Regions from separate parts of the Ovis aries genome. Here region 2 is linked to region 1. The links are chromatin contacts, called in public Hi-C maps. All regions are on one chromosome and are shown on one strand. Each heading gives the region's core, a stretch centred on a gene start, on an enhancer-like site or on the middle of the called end of the contact. The rest is flanking DNA. Distances are from core to core; before and after follow the strand shown. Region 1 holds the start of NSUN5 (NOP2/Sun RNA methyltransferase 5). Region 2 overlaps HIP1 (huntingtin interacting protein 1).

The links. Hi-C and Micro-C count contacts between places; a contact is called where the count stands out from the background.
Region 2: a Hi-C map of liver shows a contact between it and region 1, with 2.6 times the contacts expected there. The contact joins the enhancer-like site here to the promoter of NSUN5 in region 1. A contact is called at or near these places in 3 of 16 Hi-C or Micro-C datasets (blood and liver).

The regions. Positions count from the first base shown.
Region 1 is chr24:34,277,210-34,283,447 of ARS-UI_Ramb_v3.0, reverse strand. It overlaps NSUN5 (NOP2/Sun RNA methyltransferase 5), which reads right to left and starts at 3,959. Exons shown (of 10, transcript XM_027961938.2): 1 at 3,840-3,959; 2 at 3,619-3,741; 3 at 2,551-2,725; 4 at 2,349-2,457. The coding sequence starts at 3,932.
Region 2 is chr24:34,417,742-34,423,979 of ARS-UI_Ramb_v3.0, reverse strand. All of the region lies in intron 1 of HIP1 (huntingtin interacting protein 1), which reads left to right. Among named protein-coding and RNA genes, the nearest start is that of HIP1, 43 kb to the left of the region's middle. Within about 2 kb of position 4,004, at least 9 of the 54 cell types and tissues checked have an H3K27ac peak or open chromatin away from gene starts, as enhancers often do. A contact at or near this core is called in liver, where this site is marked.

The DNA of each region.
Region 1 (6,238 bases), core at 2,710-5,209:
GTATATTAACACGCTGATAAGACAGAGACAACAGTTCAGAGAACGGGGTTCTCAGGCCAGACTCTGTGTCCAGAAGATGCCAGAGGTGGAGACATGGGCACCTCAGCCTCTGTACTTCTTGAAAACGGTAGGTATTAAATGACATGCAAACCTCGTAGGAAAAGATTTCGCACACATTAGGCTTGCAACAGCCAGTACTATCAGAACATAACCCTGGGGGGAGAGGCCTGGTACAGGGAGGTGAGTACTGAGTCGATTCCTGATGGATGAATTAGTACCCAGAGGAGCTGAGGTGAAAACTTTGTTCTCTAAACTATGGAAAAGCACTGTCCATTCACTTGCCCCATGTAGAAAACATGAGAGAATAACAACTCAGATGAGAAAGCTAACAAGCAGCGGAAAGAAAAACTGAGTCACTCAGCCGTGTCTGACTCTTTGAGACCCCCTGGACTGTAGCCCACCAGGCTCCCCTGTCCATGGAATTCTCCAGGCAAGAATACTGGAGTGGGAAGCCATTCCCTTCTCCAGGGGATCTTCCCAACTCAGGGATCAAACCCAGGCCTCCCACATTGCAGGCACATTCTTGACCATCTGAGCCACCAGGGAAGCCTGACAAGTAGCAGCGCTGGCATCCAAACCGACACACAGCCATCCTCCACCACCCTGGTCTCTGCAGGCCGACAGGGAGACATCTGCAACAGATGAGGGCGATGGAGGCAGAGGACGCCGCTTCCCAGAGCGGTGAGGGGACAGAACAGGAGGCAGGAGTGCAGGGGCGGGGCGGCCACGGAGCAGCAAGCACCGCGGGAACACAGGTGCACAGCAGACGCGCCTGGAAGGGGCAGGGAGGCACAGCCCAGCGGAGGGCCAAGGGTTTTCAGTGAGGGAGTAAAGCGTCAGATCTGCGTTCAGAACTTTCTGCAGCCAACACAGAGAGGACGAGTGTGACAGCAAAGTCTGGACGTGGGGAGGCCGGCTGAGGGTTCTCGCGCCAGCCACGACAGGATATGATGCTGAAACCTAGGCAGTGTCCGGAAGGAGAGACTCTAAAGGCAGAGCAGTGAACGCCCAGACAGACAGGAGGGAGGCGTGTACAATGACTCAGTTTCGACTTTGACCAGATGGGTGCGCAATAGTGACATCTGTCAAAACAAGGAGTGCACCAGATGCCAAGTTTAGGGATGCAAGGATGTGAAGTAATCGATGTGTGATATACCGCAAACAGGACAAAAATCACATGGCCATCTCAACAGATGCAGCAAAGGCATTTGAAAAAATTCAGCATCCACTCATGATAAAAATTCTCATCAAACTTGGTACTGAAGGAACATATAGCAACGTAATAAAGTCTGTATATGACAAACCCACAGCTCACATCACACTCAATGGGGAAAGGCTGAAAGTTCTTCCTCTAAAATCAAGCACAAGACAAGGACGGCTACTCCAGTCACTTCTATTTATTTATTTATTTTTTTTTTTTCAGGTAATAATATTTTTATTTTCAACTGGAGGATGCTATCAAGTCTATCCTTTTATAAAAAACATACAATGCTTCTTATATAATTCTTTTTTTTTTTTTTTTAAATTTTAAAATCTTTAATTCTTACATGCATTCCCAAACATGAACCCCCTCCCACCTCCCTCCCCATAACATCTTTCTGGGTCATCCCCATGCACCAGCCCCAAGCATGCTGCATCCTGCGTCAGACATAGACTGGCGATTCAATTCACATGATAGTATACATGTTAGAATGTCATTCTCCCAAATCATCCCACCCTCTCCTCTCCTCTGTGTCCAAAAGTCCGTTATACACATCTGTGTCTCTTTCCCTGTCTTGCATACAGGGTCGTCATTGCCATCTTCTAAATTCCATATATGTGTTAGTATACTGTATTGGTGTTTTTCTTTCTGGCTTACTTCACTCTGTATAATCGGCTCCAGTTTCATCCATCTCATCAGAACTGATTCAAATGAATTCTTTTTAACGGCTGAGTAATACTCCATTGTGTATATGTACCACAGCTTTCTTATCCATTCATCTGCTGATGGACATCTAGGTTGTTTCCATGTCCTGGCTATTATAAACAGCCAGTCACTTCTATTTAATACAGCATTCCACGCTCAGTCGCGTCTGACTCTCTGCGACCCCCATTGACTGCAGCCCGCCAAACTGCTCTGTCCAAGGGATTTTCCAGGCAAGAATACTGGAGTAGTTTGCCATTTCCTCCTCCAGGGGTTCTTCCTGATTTAAGGTTTGAACCTGCATCCCCTGCACTGGTAGGCTGATTCTTAACCACTGAGCCACCTGGAAAGCCCATTCCATGCTCAGGTAGGGTTCTAAACTCACCCAGAAGCCCGACCCTGGTAGGAGAAACCTTGTCTCTTAAAATAATCAATGGCATCTTCAGCGCAGGTCTTCAAAGTGTTCACTCGCACAAATCGAGGCACCTGGGAGGCTAGGAAGCAATCAGCAGTGAGTGAGCAGGAACCGGGCCCTCTCCTGAGGGCCTGATGGCTATCCCCCATCTCCACAACACCTCCCAGCTCACCTGAGCCAGGCTTGGATCCCACTTCCAACAGGTCCTCATTCCGGCTCACACCTTGACGAACCTTGAGCCGCGCCAACTCAGCCTTCAGCCTGGCCTGGTGCCGCTCCAGCAGAGGTTTCCATCGTCCCCCACGCCCTCTAAAGCCTCTTCCCAGCAGTAAGTCATATACTAGCACCTGGGATGGAGAAAGGAGGCAAGAAAACCTTGAGTATGAAGATCCTGGAACTCCACAGGGCTGGAACTGGAAAAGTTAAACAGACCACTTATCAAGATAGTAATGGGTAAAAGTGAGCTTCCCTGTTCAAGGTCACACAAGAAATTGACAGACAGGTACACGATCTGAACCTGGTACCTGGCTTCCCAGTCCCGAACCCCTTCCCCATGCTTCTCACCAGGAAAAGCTCTGGATCTGAACCCTCCTCGTCAACATCACCTTTTCGTTTTACCTAAACAGAGCCTGCTGCACTATCAACACTTTGGTCTTCTGTTTCTTTCACACAAGGCTCAAAGTTAAAGCATGTGCTCTGCTGCTAAGTCGCTTCAGTCGTGTCCGACTCTGTGCGACCCCACAGACGGCAGCCCACCAGGCTACCCCGTCCCTAAGATTCTCCAGGCAAGAACACTGGAGTGGGTTGCCATTTCCTTCTCCAATGCATGAAAGAGAAAAGTGAAAGTGAAGTCGCTCAGTCGTGTCCGACTCTGCAACCCCATGGACTGCAGTCTACCAGGCTCCTCCGTCCATGGGATTTTCCAGGCGAAAGTACTGGAGTGGGGTGCCATTGCCTTCGCCTAAAGTATGTGCACCTCCTCTCAATTCATAAACCAGTGAGGGGCTGCGCCTCCTCATTTCGGAGGAGCGACTTGCTAGCATCACACAGCGGACGGCGACGGAGCAGACACCCTAAGGTTAGGAGGGGCTCACCCTCCTGTTGGAGACAGAAATGGCAACCCACTCCAGTATTCTTACCTGGAGAATCCTGTGGACAGAGGAGCCTGGTGGGCTGCTGTCCATGGGGTCGCAGAGAGTCGGACACGACTGAAGCGATTTAGCATGCACCCTTCTGTTACCTTGGCTAGGTGCGGCCGCAGCTTCTTCTCGGCTCGCAGGAGGCCGGCGTTGGCGATCACGGCGTCCAGCACGGCGGAGTAACGCTGCGTTTCGCACACCAGCGCGTACAGCTGCTTCACGTTCTGCGCTCGGCCGAGAAGACCCAGGTGAGACGCGGGCCGGGCGGAGCTAGCGCCCCGCCGGGGACCCCCTCCCGGGCACGAACCCCGAACCCTGCTACCTGGAAGTTGCTGGCGTACACCAGCCCCTTGAGCGAACCCTGGCGGCTCTCCACGCCGGCCAGCACGGCCGCCGCTGCCGAGTACACCGCCATGCTCCGTGCCCGCGCGAGCGCCTTTACGGCTCTGTCGCGACGCGCGCGCGCGTCCGCACCGCCCCCACCTGACTTCCGGGGTCAAAGGGCACGGGTGTTCCGGACCCGGAAGTCCCCGTACCCATTCAGGTGGTCCCAGGGCGTGTGACAGTTCACACTCCTGTAAGGGTCTGGAGGCCGACGCAGAGAACCCGGCTGACCACTTCTTCGCAGCTCTTTGCGTTTTTCTTTCAATCCTTGCCGATATCACAGGCAAACAATGAGATTTTATTGATGTTTTAATTTCTGTGATTGAGGTTAAACATTTTCCCGTTATTGGTCGTTTGTATTTCTTCTATTATGACATGTAGATGTCTTTGGCTTACCGCTCTACTGTCTGTTCAGTTCAGTTGCTCAGTCGTGTCCGACTCTTTGTGACCCCATGAATCGCAGCACGCCAGGCCTCCCTGTCCATCACCAACTCCTGGAGTTCACTCAGACTCATGCCCATGGAGTCAGTGATGCCATCCAGCCATCTCATCCTCTGTCGTCCCCTTCTCCTCCTGCCCCCAATCCCTCCCAGCATCAGAGTCTTTTCCAATGAGTCAACTCTTTGCATGAGGTGGCCAAAGTACTGGAGTTTCAGCTTTAGCATCAGTCCTTCCAAAGAACACCCAGGACTGATCTCCTTTAGAATGGACTGGTTGGATCTCCTTGCAGTCCAAGGGACTCCCAAGAGTCTTCTCCAACACCACAGTTCAAAAGCATCAATTCTTCAGCAATCAGCTTTCTTCACAGTCTAACTCTCACATCCATACATGACCACTGGAAAAACCATAGCCTTGACTAGACAGACCTTTGTTGGCAAAGTAATGTCTCTGCTTTTGAATATTCTGTCTAGGTTGGTCATAACTTTCCTTCCAAGGAGTAAGTGTCTTTTAATTTCATGGCTGCAGTCACCATCTGCAGTGATTTGGGGAGCCCCCCAAAATAAAGTCTGAGAGTTTCCACTGTTTCCCCATCTATTTGCCATGGAGTGATGGGACCCGATGCCATGATCTTCGTTTTCTGAATGTAGAGCTTTAAGCCAACTTTTTAACTCTCCTCTTTCACGTTCATCAAGAGGCTTTTAGTTCCTCTTCACATTCTGCCATAAGGGTGGTGTTATCTGCATATCTGACATTATTGATATTTCTCCCGGCAATCTTGATTCCAGCTTGTGCTTCTTCCAGTCCAGCGTTTTTCATGATGTACTCTGCATAGAAGTTAAATAAGCAGGGTGACAATATACAGCCTTGATGTACTCCTTTTCCTATTTGGAACCAGTCTGTTCTTCCATGTCCAGTTCTAACTGTTGCTTCCTGACCTACATATAGGTTTCTCAAGAGGCAGGTCATGTGGTCTGGTATTCCAATCTCTTCCAGAATTTTCCACACTTTATTGTGATCCACACAGTCAAAGGCTTTGGCATAGTCAATAAAGCAGAAATAGATGTTTTTTCTGGAACTCTCTTGCTTTTTCTATGGCCTTTATATATTAGCAATATATACCTCTTATCTTAGGTTTTGCCATTTTTCCAGTTTTTTTTTTTTTTTTTTACTGTGGTTTATAATTGTTTTGGACACCATGAAGTTCTCATTTTAAAAGTATTTACCTTTATGGTTTCTGCCCTTGACGTCACACTTGAAACCCACTTCACATCTGTACAGTACAGAAATCATCTATGCTTCATCATTTCACACTTAAATCCACTGACTGCTGCACTGCGTGTGGGATTGGAGTTCCCTGACCAGGGCTCCAACCCGTACCCTCTGCAGTGGGTGTGCAGAATCCGAATCTGGGCTTTCAGGACACTGCTGAACACACCTTCTTTGTTGGAAAGCTTTGGCTTCCATGACCTCCTCTGCTGGCATTCCCTCCCTTCCTCTGCCAAGGTCTAAGTTTCCTTGGCCACCCTGCCTAAGTTGCTCCCTAGGTTCTGGTGTTCCATTCTCTGACCTCCTTTCCATCAGTGTGATATTTCCTCCCCTGGGGCAGACTCACCCACTTCCACACTGTTGTTCGTACAGGACAAAGTTAACATCAAGTAGCATAGATGCACACCCTCCACCCCAACCAACCCCTACGCTCATCTCCAATCCCAGCTGCAGCATCCCATTTTGTTTTGCTGGCTGCACTTCACGGCGTGTGGGATCTTATTTCCCAGACCAGGGATCGAACCCTCGCACCCTGTACTGAAGGCAGAGTCTTAACCACTGGACTACCAGGGAGCTGCCCCCACTGCAGCATCACCCCTTCTGAACCTAGATCCCTGCAGGCTCTTTTCT
Region 2 (6,238 bases), core at 2,755-5,254, 140 kb before region 1:
GGGTCTCCCGCATTGTAGACAGACGCTTAACCGTCTGAGCCACCAGGGAAGTCCTCAAATAAATTTTATATAAATGTAAATTTATATATGGATATAAATTTATAAAACATAAATTTTCCATCTTAACCAGCTTTAAGTATACAGTTTAGGGACTGCCCTGGTGGTCTAGTGGTTAAGACTTCACCTTCTAGTGCAGGGGCGCGTGTTCAGTCCCTAGTCTGGGAACTAGGATGCTACATGCCTGGAAACTAAAAAGCCAAAACGTAGAAGCAATACTGTAACAAATTCAATGAAGACTTAAATGGTCCGCATTAAAAAAAAATTTTTTTTTAATTATACAGCTCAGTGGCATTAATGACGTTCCCTGAGTTGTCCAACAGTCGTCACTGTTACCACAATTTTTCATCATTCCAAATAGAAACTCTGTACCTGCGACACAGTAGTTCCCTTTTCCGCTTTAACCTTGTGCCCTGTGATGTCTACTCGACTTTCCGTGTCTGCGAATTTCCGTATTCTAAATTTCACATAAGCGAAATCATACAGCAGTTGTCCTTTGGGTCCGGCTTATTTCACTTAGAATTAGTTTACAGGAGTCGTCCACGTCATATCATAAATCAGAACTTCATTTCTTTTTATAGCCGAAGAATATTCCATCGTATGGATATACTCCGGTTTATATATCCGTTCATCTGTTGACCAGCGACTTCCTTTTGGCTGTTCTGAATAGTGCTGCTCTGAACACTGGCATACACCTGTCTGTTTGAGTTCCTGTTTTTAATGTTCTTGGGTACATACCCAGGAGGGGAACTGCTGGGTGCTTTGGTCATTCTGTTCAACACTTTTCCTTGGTGGTCACAGAGGAGAGATCATTTCCTTCATTTTAGTAGTCACTCAGTCCCTGAGCCTTGTTCTAACTCCATTTTTTTTTGCATTCACCTGTCCCCATTTCCCCCCACCCGCCAAAGCCAAGCACTGATATCAGCACAGGGTGGTGCCAAGTGCAGGTCGGCCTGGGTAGACACGTGAACTCTAGACCATGGGAAGGGCAAGGTTCCCCCTGATTCTGTCACAAGACAGCAAGAAGCCATGGAAAGAGCCTGCGGTCTTAACGTGGTTCAGTCGCTAAGTCATATCCAACTGTTTGCAACCCCATTGACTGCAGCATGCCAGGCTCCTCTGTCCTCCACCATTTCCTGGAGTTTGCTCAAATTCACATCCATTGAGTCAGTGATGCCATCCAACCATCTCAGCCTCTGTCGCCCCCTTCTCCTCTTGCCTTCAGTCTTTCCCAGCATCAGGATCTTTTCAAATGAGTTGACTCTTCACATCAGGTGGCCAAAGTATTGAAGCTTCAGCTTCAGTCCTTTCAGTGAATATTCAGGGTTGACTTCCTTTAGGATGGACTGGTTTGATCCCCTTGCTGTCCAAGTTACTCTCAAGAGTCTTCTCCAGCACCACGATTCAAAAGCATCAATTCTTCAGCACTCAGCCTTCTTTATGGTCTTACTCTCACATCCGTACATGACTAATGGAAAAACCATAGCTTTGACTGTGTGGACCTTTGTCAGCAAAGTGATGTCTCTGCTTTTTAATATGCTGTCTAGGGTTGTCAGTCTTAATACTGGTGTGTGAATCCAACAGGAGACCTGAATTCTGTCTTACGTGAGCCCTTACTTTCTGTGTGTCTTGTTTAACTCATCTGTCAAAGGCAACAGCACCCGGATGCGCAGGACGTTGAGACATAAGATCTGGGTGTGAAAGCCCTTTGCTAAAGTCAAAGGCACTCACCAGTAGGAGGGAGAGAAGAGTCCAGAGTATGTGCCAGTCAGAGTGGAGCCTGGCACGCTGGTGAACTGATTTCTTGCAGGCATTCATTCCTGCCTCCAACCACTCTCTACTGACTGACTGCTCTGTAACAGGCGATGTTCCAGAGGCTGGGATTCAGCCATGAGCCAAGAGACAGAAAGAGGCCCTAGCCTCATCAATCTGCTCAGTGATCCAGGAACAAACCCCAAGAGCCCTACCTCCGTTGCCAGTGCTTTTGGTACCAACTCAAGACTTTTTAAAAACACAGCACGACATGACGTGGTGAAGAGCTTTATTTTGAAGAGACGTCTCTAGCTTTAAGGAGAAAAATGGGTTTGAAGATGTAGAACAGAGAATACACCAGGGAACTAAGGTCGTGCAAAGATCCCGCATGCCATGCGGCATGGCCAAAAAAAAGAAAAAAAATGAATAGGCCACCTACTGGCAAGTCCCATCTGTTTGAGACGCCACGAGAGCCTTTGGGGGTTTCTGCGTGAACCAAACAAAGAGAAATGATTTCAGCTGCTCCCCCCACCGCCACGCCCTGGGAAAATTTCAGAGCTGTGGCCTCCAGGTCTCTTCTCAAAGGAGTTTAGAGATGGGAATCAGGGTGAGTGTCACCAGGATCTCTGCAACACTAGGTCTAACTAGGAATGGTGGTGGTGACACTTTGGCCCTGTTTGGTCCCACTGGAGACAGGGATTACTTATCCAGTTTGGTCACTGAGCCCTGCCCCTCGGGAACCCTTGGAGGTGACCCTAAGAGTCCATGGCCTCTGAGCACACATGCCACGCCCTGGCTGTCCGTCAGCTTCTTGAAACCTCTCCATAACCCTCCACCGTCTCTGAAAAACAGATTCAGGCAAAGTTAAGGAGGGGCTTCCCTGGTGGTCCAGTGGCTAAGACTCCAAGCTCCCAATGCACGAGGCCTGAGTTTGATCCCTGGTCAGGGAACTAGGTCCCGCAGGCTGCAACTAAGACCCAATGCAGCCTAAATATATAAATATGTATATTTTAAACAAAATAAAGTTAAGGGCCTCGGTCCAGGTCACACAGCTATGCATAACAGAGCCTCTTTTGGGGATACTTATTGAGTCAGATTCCAGGAGCTGGGCAAAGCGAGGAGCAGGAAGGTTGATGGGGTAAGAATTGGCAAGAGATTCTAGGTAATAAAACCTGTTAGACTCATGAGGACAGGTTTTATGATTTATTAATAAACTCAGCAATAAAGGGACTTTTCTGGAACTTGGAAAATTTTATAGGCACTAATAGTTTCCCAAGTCCCTTCCCATATGTTCTTTTTCACTTGATTATAACAACCTCTTTTAAGAGCGATTTTTAAAAATGCATTTATTTATTTATTCAGCAGTTGTGGCACATGGGCTTAGCTGTGGAATCTTCCCAGACCAGGGATTGAACGTGTGTCTCCTCCATTGGCAGGTAGATTCTATTTCCACCTATTTCCAGATTACCAAGTTGTTGGAAATAAATATAAATAACATATAATATACACACTAGATATGTCAATATATATACTGTATACACACTACATTATAATAGTGTATGTATGTATAATATTAAACACTGGACCACGGGGGACGTTCTAGGCAATTCTCCTTTTAACCTACGTTAACTAGCTTCCTTTCATCCATGGGGAACTTGAGGCACAGAGAGGTTGAGGGACTTGCCCAAGGCCACACAGCACCAGGGTTGCAGCCCAGGGTCTCCTGTGATTTTCCAGGTAACCTGCCCAAGGCCATGTGGCAGTGAAAGCTGGAAGCTGGACTTGAACTTGGGAATTCAGATTTTGAAAGCTTCTATTCATCCAGACTCTGCCTTCAGAATCCTGGGATGTTTTTACTGGGGGGGAGCAGTGCTTGAAGGCCCTCTCACTGTCCTTCCTTCTCGCGAGGGCCCTGTGCTCACAGCCCATCTTCCTGCCTGAGCAGCTACCTTCTGCTTTTGTACAGAGCCCGTGTCCTGGCTCTTAAAAAGGAATGCGTGGGATGAATAAGCACCTAAAAATAACTCTGGATCAATTTTGGGTGGGGGGAGAGGACTGTTTTCCTTTCTCTTCTCCTCCTCCCTCCCTCTGCCCCCAAGGCCCACAAACCGCTCTTGGCTGACAGCTGGGCCAGGCTGGCTTCCTGTAAGGCTGTAATAACATGGAATTAACCCAGCAGCCGCCCTCTCCAGGACGGAAATGCCAGTGCTTGGTCACTACAGACGTCTCTGAGTCGATACCTTCCTGCCTCAGTCCACGCTCCCGGAACAAGTCTTTTTGCTCATCAGCTTAGAGATTCCTGAACTTGTCCTCCTTGGGGAAGGAGCAGTGGAAAAACCCCTCCAAATGAGAGGCTGGCAGCTTCTTGACTGGGCCATCTGAGGGAGCCCCAAATTCCTGCCTCCCGGGAGGGGCCAGGCAGGCAGGAGCAGAGCAGCCTGGGCCCCCATGTTGAGGTTTCCAGGCCGTCTGCTGACTCAGGGACTTGGCCGAGTGGCTCCTATCTGTCTCTGTGCTTCTAACAGACCCCTGACTCCCGCCGGTCACCCACGGGCTGACGGGAGAGGCTTTAGAAATCCAGCACATCTTTGCTGCCCAGAACCTACCAGCTAAAAGCAGCATCCTGAGAGTGGACACGTTTCTTCTTCATAGGGTCTCTCTTGGAAAATGGATTGGTTCTGGGGATGTGCTACACATTCTCATATAGCTCAGCCATGCTTGGGGGTCTCTTTCCCTGTGATATCAAATACATAGAGAGGGAGATCAGTGTTTAATGATGGTAAGGGTTGGGGGATGGAATGGCAATGTAAAGAAGCAAAAGAAATCTACCAGGGGCGGGACTTCCTGGTGTTCCAGTGGTTAAGACTCCATGCTCCCAATGCAGGGGGCCTGGGTACGATCCCTGATCGGGGAACTAGATTCTGCATGCCACAAAGACCCCGCCAAAAAAAAAAATCTATCAGAGTCATGGGTTCAGAGGTCCCCACTTAGGTTGAACCTTTGGCCAAGGGATGGAAAGTTCCAGAATTCCCAGTGTAGGAGAAGTGCGAAGGGAAGTGCCGCACCTCCTAGTCCTCTGTACCCCTCATTTCAGCCAGGACTGGGGTGGGGCTTCCTGAGCCAGAGCTGTGTGGTCAGGGGTTGAGTTGTCCCCAGTCTTGGGTGCACATCAGCACATTCCCAAGAGGAGCTTTAAAATGCAGATGCCCAGGCTCTGTCCCCAGGCCATTTATATCAGCATCCCTGAGGTGGGGCCCAGGCTTGCCAGGTGACTGCAGCATGCATGAGGTTGGAGAGCCACTTCCAGCAATAACAACCTCTGTTTCCCTCTCTGCCACTGTCTTGCTTCTCAGCTTCTGATTTCTCAGATTCAGAAGTGGGCATTGCCATGTCAGGCATCGTGTCCCACGTAAGAGGGGCTTGGTAGATCATGCTGAGGGCCGCTGTGTCCCTGGTGATGATGGAGATGATAGTGATTCTGGCCACACTCCAAGGAATAAGAAGCATTAGAAATGAGCTTTTGTGTGACTTCCTTAAAAGGAGTCCCAGGATTCCCTGGTGGTCCAGTGGATAAGAATCGTCCTGCCAATGCAAGGGACATCGGTTTGATCCCTGGTCCGGGAAGATCCCACATGCCTTGGAGCAGCAAAGCCTGGGCACCACAACTACGGAGCCCGAGTGCTCTGGGGCCCTGGGGCCGCAGCAAGAGCAGCACCACAAGAAAGTAGCCTCTGCTTGCCCATGCACCTTGGGGGAAAGACCAGCACAGCCAAAAATAAATAAAATACTTATTTTATTTATTAAAAAAAAAAAAAAAGAAAAAGTGGGATTTCCTTGGTGGTCCAGTGGTCCAGTGCCTTAGATTCTGCACTCCCAATGCAAGGGGGCCCAGGTTCAATCCCTGGTCAGGGAACCAGATGCCATATGCCTCAACTAAAGATCTCACATGCCACAACTAAGACCCATTGTAGCCAAATAATATAAATAAATAAAATGAAGAAAAGCAACCCCATAAATTAAAATGCATACTGACAGTAACATAGTTCAAACTTCCTGCCAACCCCAGTGAGGGCAGGTTTCCCACGGGCAGGGCAATGCCAGATGCCCAGCATGATTCAGTGTGAATCTGGAGTAAAGGTCTCTGGAATATACTGCCTATCTTCAATCCTGGGTCCCCTGACTATTAGCTGGGGGGCGCTGGGAAAGGCGTTTAACCTCTCTGGGCCTCCCTCCTTATCTGTAAAAAGTATAGGAGATTGTTGTGGGAACTAAAAGAAATAATGCTTGTAAACTGCTTGTCACAGTGCCCAGCACCTGGTATATTTTTAAAAAATATTTAATTATTTACTGGGTCTTAGTAGCATCATTTGGGATCAGGTATCCAACCCAGTGAAAGTAAAAGTCGCATTCAACTCTTTGCGACCCCATG